2 separate regions of the Mus musculus genome follow, and region 1 is linked to region 2. The links are chromatin contacts, called in public promoter capture Hi-C maps. All regions are on one chromosome and are shown on one strand. Each heading gives the region's core, a stretch centred on a gene start, on an enhancer-like site or on the middle of the called end of the contact. The rest is flanking DNA. Distances are from core to core; before and after follow the strand shown.

Region 1 (3,227 bases), core at 300-2,799, 130 kb before region 2:
GGGTTCTGAATCTCATCTAGTCCGTGTTTCCACAGCTGGAATATGGGGGGGGGGGTGTAAAGTTATAAGAGCGCTCGCTAGGCTTCTCGCTTACAGAAACCCCTCAAATGATAACGCAAGCTACTACTTTCTGGGAATTTAAGATCTCAAGCTTTAAAAAGGGACAATGGAACTCCAGTGTGGGCTTCAGAAAGATGGAGACTGTCAGATGAGGTGGGGGCAGGGAAATGGGGACGAGGGTAAGAGCCTAGCCTGGGAAAGCAGAATAGGGAGGTCAAGGCCAGGGACTTGGGGAGCTAGAAAAGGAACAGATCTTTCAGGATCTGTCCAAGTAGGCCCGTCACAGCAGTCTGAAAGCCTGAAGGGCTCCTTTGAGAATCTGGGCCACCTCTTTACCAGCGCTACCTCCCCCCATCTTGGGAACGGAGACAACCACCTAGGAATCCTCCCCCCAAATGGCTTTCCTTGCCCTTGAAAACAACGGACCCTCGAGAAAAAAAAAAAAAAATGCAAACGCTTCCAGAGAGTAGAAGGGCCTGGGACAAGGTGTCCTGCAGTCATCCAGTGGGGAGCCCGCCCCAGTTCGAGGAACTTTAATATTCATTGAAATGGAGCAGCACGGACCCCCCCCCCCCCGGAAGTCTCGAAGCATAAGAATCTCAGAGCCAGGGGTCCCACGGCTCCGGGGCTGGGCTGGGCGATGGCCTGGGGCGCGGTCTCCGGCCCGGGGAGGCCAGCCCGCAGGCCTGAAATGCGAGCAGGAGCCGCTGAGGGCCCGGGGCGAGGAGCGCAGCCCGGCGAACAGAGGCCGGCCTAGGCCTCGGAGGCTCGGACACACCCACCGCTGCAGCGGCGCTTACCTGCTCCTCCTCGGGGGTCAGCTCCGGCGCCATGTCCGGCCGGGGCGCGGTCGCCGGCTCCATCCCGCCGCCGCCGGGGCAGGTCTGGTGGGCGAGCGCCAGAACCCGCTGCACTCGCGCTCCGCTTCTGTGGCCCGGCGCCTCAGCAGCTCTCGGTCGGCTCGCGCATGGTGCGAGCGCCCGGCGCCCGCGGCGGCTGCCAACGCCGCTCCTGCTGGCCGGGGAGAGCCCGCTGTCGCTCCCCGCGGAGAGGAAATGCCTCCTGTTTGCTTCACTCCTTTCCTCACGCCACCCCTCCTGTCCTGAGGAGGAGAAAGTGCGGGCGAGGAACTAACAGCAGTTCGAGGTCTGCTTGGCTTTCTTTCTTTTTTAGGAGTCCACAACTTTTACAGCCACCGCGAAGGCGCCTGGCGGGAGTTGGAGGCCGTCGGCCTTCCGAGCCGCTTAACCCCCGGGGCAGAGCTCGCCGGCGCCTCGAGACCGCCCAGCCCGGGCGTCCACGGGGATGCGGGCCCTGCGAACTGCTCCGTGGCCTCGCGGCCCAGTTCCTCAAAAGCCGCCGCGGAGACAGGGAGGGCGGGCGCGAGCGAGCGAGGAAAAGGCGTCCCCCTCCCGGCTCAGGGCCAGCGCTGCGGCCTGCGCCGCGTCCGCCCGAGCCCCCCACGGCTCCATTGAGAAACTGAGCATCTCATTCACAAACAGGAGCCGGGGAGGGCCGGGCCGGACGGGGACGTTGTCCGAGAGGGGGAGACAGAGAGGAGCTGGGAGGAGGGGAGGCTGAGCGGAACGGAGCGGCGCGGCGGGGGAGGGGCTGCGGGGACGAGAGGCGACTCCCCTACGGGAGCGGGAGGGAGACGCGACTGGGAGTTAAAAGAATCCAAAACTGCGCGAGGACCGGTGCCCTTCCCGGTATTCACGGGCGGCTTCTACCTATTCGTGGTAGGGTCTGAAAGGTTGCCTGTGAGGTCCAAGATGCCTCGGATCTGACAGATAAGCAAGGGCCGCATTTCTTTGCTCAATGAATGTATCCTGTAGTCCAGCATCATTGTAGCTAATTGTAATCGGGTACAAAGAGAGAGTGAGGAAGAGACAGAGAGAGACATCCTGTTTCAGAATTCATTCAGGAAGCCCACAGCCTTTGCAAATGCATGATTTTACTCTAGGGTAAACAGCAGAGTCTGGGTCTCTCAGGATAGGAGCATTGAGAAGGCAGGGCTGGGCCTACTGTGATTTTTTTTATCATGTTAGACCAAAGATAAGTATTCTAGAAGGATTTCAAGAAATCGGAGTGCCACAACTAGTCCCCCCAGGACTGAAGTCCAGAAAGAACCAGGGGATGGGTCTTCGGAAAAGAAAATGCTATAGGTTTTGATGCCCATCTTGGAGAACTTTTTAAAAAATAAATTATATATATTCTTAACTCCATTTTGGCACCAGTGCAATAGCAGCTTCAGGGTTACCTCTGCTAAGTTTTTTCCTTTGTGTGTGTGGAGGGTCAGGGGGCCAGGAAAGACAGAGTTTTGAGAAAGGATCTCTATGTACCCCTGGCTGTCCCAAAATTGGCTGTGTAGACCAAGCTGGCCTTGAACTCACAGAGATCTGCCTCTTGAGTGAAGGAATTAAAGGCATGTCCATGCCTCCTTGCCCCTCAACTATGTTAGTTTGTCTTTTGCCACCAGTAAAATGAACTCTACGCTGAACTCAGGAACCTACTCAGGAGTTGGTTTCAGTATTGAAACTGGAAGACAGTCTATAACAAGTCTATCTGCACACCAGACACTGCACTATGCACTGGAGTTAAAATAAGACAGTATAAGATAATGGAAGATGTATCAGGAAGTAAAATAATGAAGACACTCAGGGACTCGCGTGATGGGTCAGTGGTTAAGAATACTGGCTGACCTTGGAGTGGATCTGGGTTCAATTCTAGTACCCACGTGGTAGTATAGAACTTTTAAGGAGCATGTGATGTATAAACATACATCAGGAAAAAAAAAACACCCATACATGTTGTACTGGCTAGTTTTGTGTCAACTTGACACAGCTGGAGTTATCACAGAGAAAGGACCTTCAGTTGAGGAAATGCCTCCATGAGATCCAACTGTAAGGCATTTTCTCAATTAGTGATCAAGGGGGAAAGGCCCCTTGTGGGTAGGACCATCTCTGGGCTGGTAGTCTTGGGTTTTATAAGAGAGCAGGCTGAGCAAGCCAGGGGAGGCAAGCCAGTAAAGAACATCCCTCCATGGCCTCTGCATCAGCTCCTGCTTTCTGACCTGCTTGAGTTCCAGTCCTGCATCCTTTGGTGACCAACAGCAGTATGGAAATGTAAGCCGAATAAACCCTTTCCTCCCCAACTTGCTTCTTGGT
Region 2 (3,090 bases), core at 520-3,019:
ACTTCACTATATCTCCTGAATTAACACAAGTCCTCTCCCCTCCTTCTCTTCCTCCTCCCCATCTCCTCTCCTCCTTTCTTCCCCTGCCCCTTTTATCCTCCGACCCCCACTTGTTTTGGAGGCAGGGTCTCACTCTAGCTGAGGCCAATCTGAGACTCATTCTGCAGCCCAGGCTGGCCTTGAACCTACAGTGCAACCAATCCCCTTCCTCCGACCTCCTCAGTACTGACATTACAGGCATGCATGGCCACACCCTGACGCAGCCCGCCCATCTTTGTGTTGTTCTAGCATCATGTCTCTCATTGCCAGAGCTAAGATGGTGTCTAAAAATTGCTCCCGGTTGAAGCCCAAGCAGGTAGGGCCTGCAGGGAACCATCTCTTGGTTGGAAATGCCCAGCTACCTCAGTGTTCCCTCCTCACATCCCTCATGTCTGTTCATCTCCGGGACTGTGAGATTTTAGGAAAGGCAGTCTGAGCAGTGAGGATGAGGAGCCCAGATCTAGCTGGAGTCACCTTAGTGAGGGGTCCTTCCCTGACTCACTTCCCTTCTGGGTGCCTCGTGATAGCCTTCTTTAGAGCTGGTCTCCTCCGTCTGACGGGGAGAAGGGTGTGGTCCGGGCCCCTGGAAGGGAGACTCAAGTTCCTTCTCTGCTTTAAGTTGCTCTTGGAAATGGTCCTGAAAGATGTAGGCTGACTGCCTGATTCATACATTGGTAGTAATGACAGATGGGGCCCCGAGGCCACAGATCTCATGGTCTAACCAGACCTCATCTCCAGGAAAGGAAGAGCGTTGTACTGCTAGGGTTCCTGGGATTGTGACAATTGTGACAGACAAGATGCCCACCAAGGTGCTCTTCACTCAGGCTCTGCTGGTCAGACACCAGAGCTAGAGACAGGGGGTGTGGCCTGGTTTGTCCCAGGGCTATCAGAGAGATATCTGAGGGGTGGCAGCCTTGCCTCTGGGCCCTGGAGAGTGGGTGGTCTTGTCTGTCACCAGCCAGGTCCTCTCAGTGAGGAGAGCAGACACGAGGGAAAGAAGGTATACGGGCCGATGGAGGTAGGGACAGAAGCCAGCTAGCCAGCCCTGGGAACAAAAAGAGAGTATGGAAGCCAGAGGCAGTTAGAGGAGGCCGTGGCAGAGGTGTGCTGGGCACACACAGGGTGGGGCATTGTGCCTCCTCTCCGAGTCTCACTTCACAGCACCCCCACTTCTGGCTCAGAGTATCTGTGGTCAGGATGCACACTTAATGCTGCCTCTGGGTATACTTTGATAGCCACTGTGGTCACTCAAACCTGTATGGCAAAGAGAATGGATAGCATCGAGGTGGCTAAGTGTCCCAGACAACCTGGGTGGGCAGAGCCACACCCTTGGCAATCTGACTCCAGGGGTCCCTTTTCAGAGTCTGACTTTCTAGGGTCAGGAAAACCAGACAATCTTGGATACCCGGAGTTCCCATTAACAGAGATCACAGCTTTCCTTCCAGACCCTCAGCCTGGGGAAGAAGTATAGGCCCTTGGACTCTTGATCAGGGACCATGAGTGCAGTCCCCATATAGATCCTTTAGGCAGGGGCAGGGTCTCAGTCCCTCACTCACCAGGAGCTGTAGATCTGACCAACAAGGCCAAGGTAAGAGCCAAGGCCAGGGCTGGAGCTGACAGCGGGTGTCCCGGGCCGAGAAGCATCGCGGCGGGGCTGGGTGCCTGGACTTGTAAGGCGAAGGAACAGAGCGTGCTGAATCTGGACAGCACCGAGTCGCAAGTCGCAAGTCGCAATTCAAGTCCAAAGTCGAGGGAGCAGGGCTCCTCGCACGGGCTAGGGCGCAAGGGCTGTCCAGTACTTAACTCCGGGGGCGGGGCAGGCGCCAGACCCGCGCTTAGATTTCGGGCGGGGGCTCCCTCTGTCTGCTCCCACCTCCAACTTTCTTAAAGGGGCCGTGCTGGGCTCTTGCTCCTGGTTAGGATTGAAGGACCTTTCCTGCCAAGGCAGACCCATGCCCCATTTTAAGGGTTTGGGACAATGTCTCTTAAGTCTTTAGACCCCCAGAACTCTGTGGACAGGATCTCTTGAGAACGGGAAATAAAAGTGAGAGCTGCCAGCCCTCTTCTGCCCTTGCGGTGATGTAGGGGTTTAGGTGCCTTCAAGGTCACAGGTCCCCGAGGATTCCACTAAAGCAGACCGCTAGGCAGGGCTCTGGGTTTGCCCTTCTCTTTCCACAGACTGTACATTCTCTGCCTGTAAAGACAAGAGGTCTGGATCTTGTGGTGCAGAAGCTCAGCCCTGTGGTAACACATGCTTCAAAACAACCCTGCAAGGTAGGGGCTGAGCACCCTTCCCTTCATTTTGTGGAGGAGGAGCCCAGCTCAGAATCCAAGGTCAAAGGTAGTGCCTGGCCATTTCCTGCCAGGATCCCAGGCCTCCTGACCCCCAAATCTTGGTGTTTTCACTTGCCCCACCACCTCCTGGAAATCTGGCCCTGGATTTAGCTCCTACCTAACAGCTTCAGGCTGGGGCCTTCTCCTCCTGGCTCCTTCCCAGGCAAGAGCCTGCCTAGTCCCAACCAGGAGCTGGAAAAAGCAGAGTTACTGTGGCTTTTCCCCGTGCCTGTGTTTGGCCAGCCCCAGCTGCATTGGGACCTGGCCTGGGTTTTTTCTAGGAGACGCATAGAGGAACACTCCCGTTCCTCTCTTCTTTCACGCATATCCCTCCACTGGGCTCCCTGCTGTGCCCACGTTCCACTGTGCACCCTCTTTCCAATCCTTACCCCTGAGCAGCAACAATCATAGCACAAGTCCAGCGTCTCATGACTTCTGATAGAACCGAGCCCCATTTCGATAGAGAAACTGAGGCTGAGAGGGATTAAAGGGCCTGGGTGAGTTGATCCAGGCGAGGGCAAGCCGAATCATTGAGCCCATGCTCTGTGCTCTTACTACCATGCCTGGTCTGATGTGTTCTTGATCCCAATTCTCCTACTTGACTGGCCTTTAACTACTCCTTTTTTTCCTGTGGTTCAGTTTTTCACTTACAAGTTTGAATTTATAAGCATTAAGTGTTTTAATATGTCTCAAATGCCTACCTTAGGGCCTGGCATA

Evidence for each region. Promoter capture Hi-C pulls out the DNA fragments that hold promoters and counts their contacts.
Region 1: a contact with region 2 is called in a promoter capture Hi-C map of stem cell-derived epiblast-like cells, with 2.4 times the contacts expected there. The contact joins the promoter of Ptpn9 here to the promoter of Cspg4 in region 2. A contact is called at or near these places in 11 of 39 promoter capture datasets (cranial neural crest, embryonic stem cells, hippocampal neurons and 5 more), 1 of 484 Hi-C or Micro-C datasets (nephron progenitors) and 1 of 9 other capture datasets (adipose tissue).

Annotation. Positions count from the first base shown.
Region 1 is chr9:56,993,290-56,996,516 of GRCm38.p6, reverse strand. Ptpn9 (protein tyrosine phosphatase, non-receptor type 9) reads right to left here and starts at 1,549. Exons shown (of 13, transcript NM_019651.2): 1 at 861-1,549. The coding sequence starts at 923.
Region 2 is chr9:56,863,783-56,866,872 of GRCm38.p6, reverse strand. It overlaps Cspg4 (chondroitin sulfate proteoglycan 4), which reads right to left and starts at 1,769. Exons shown (of 10, transcript NM_139001.2): 1 at 1,596-1,769. The coding sequence starts at 1,683.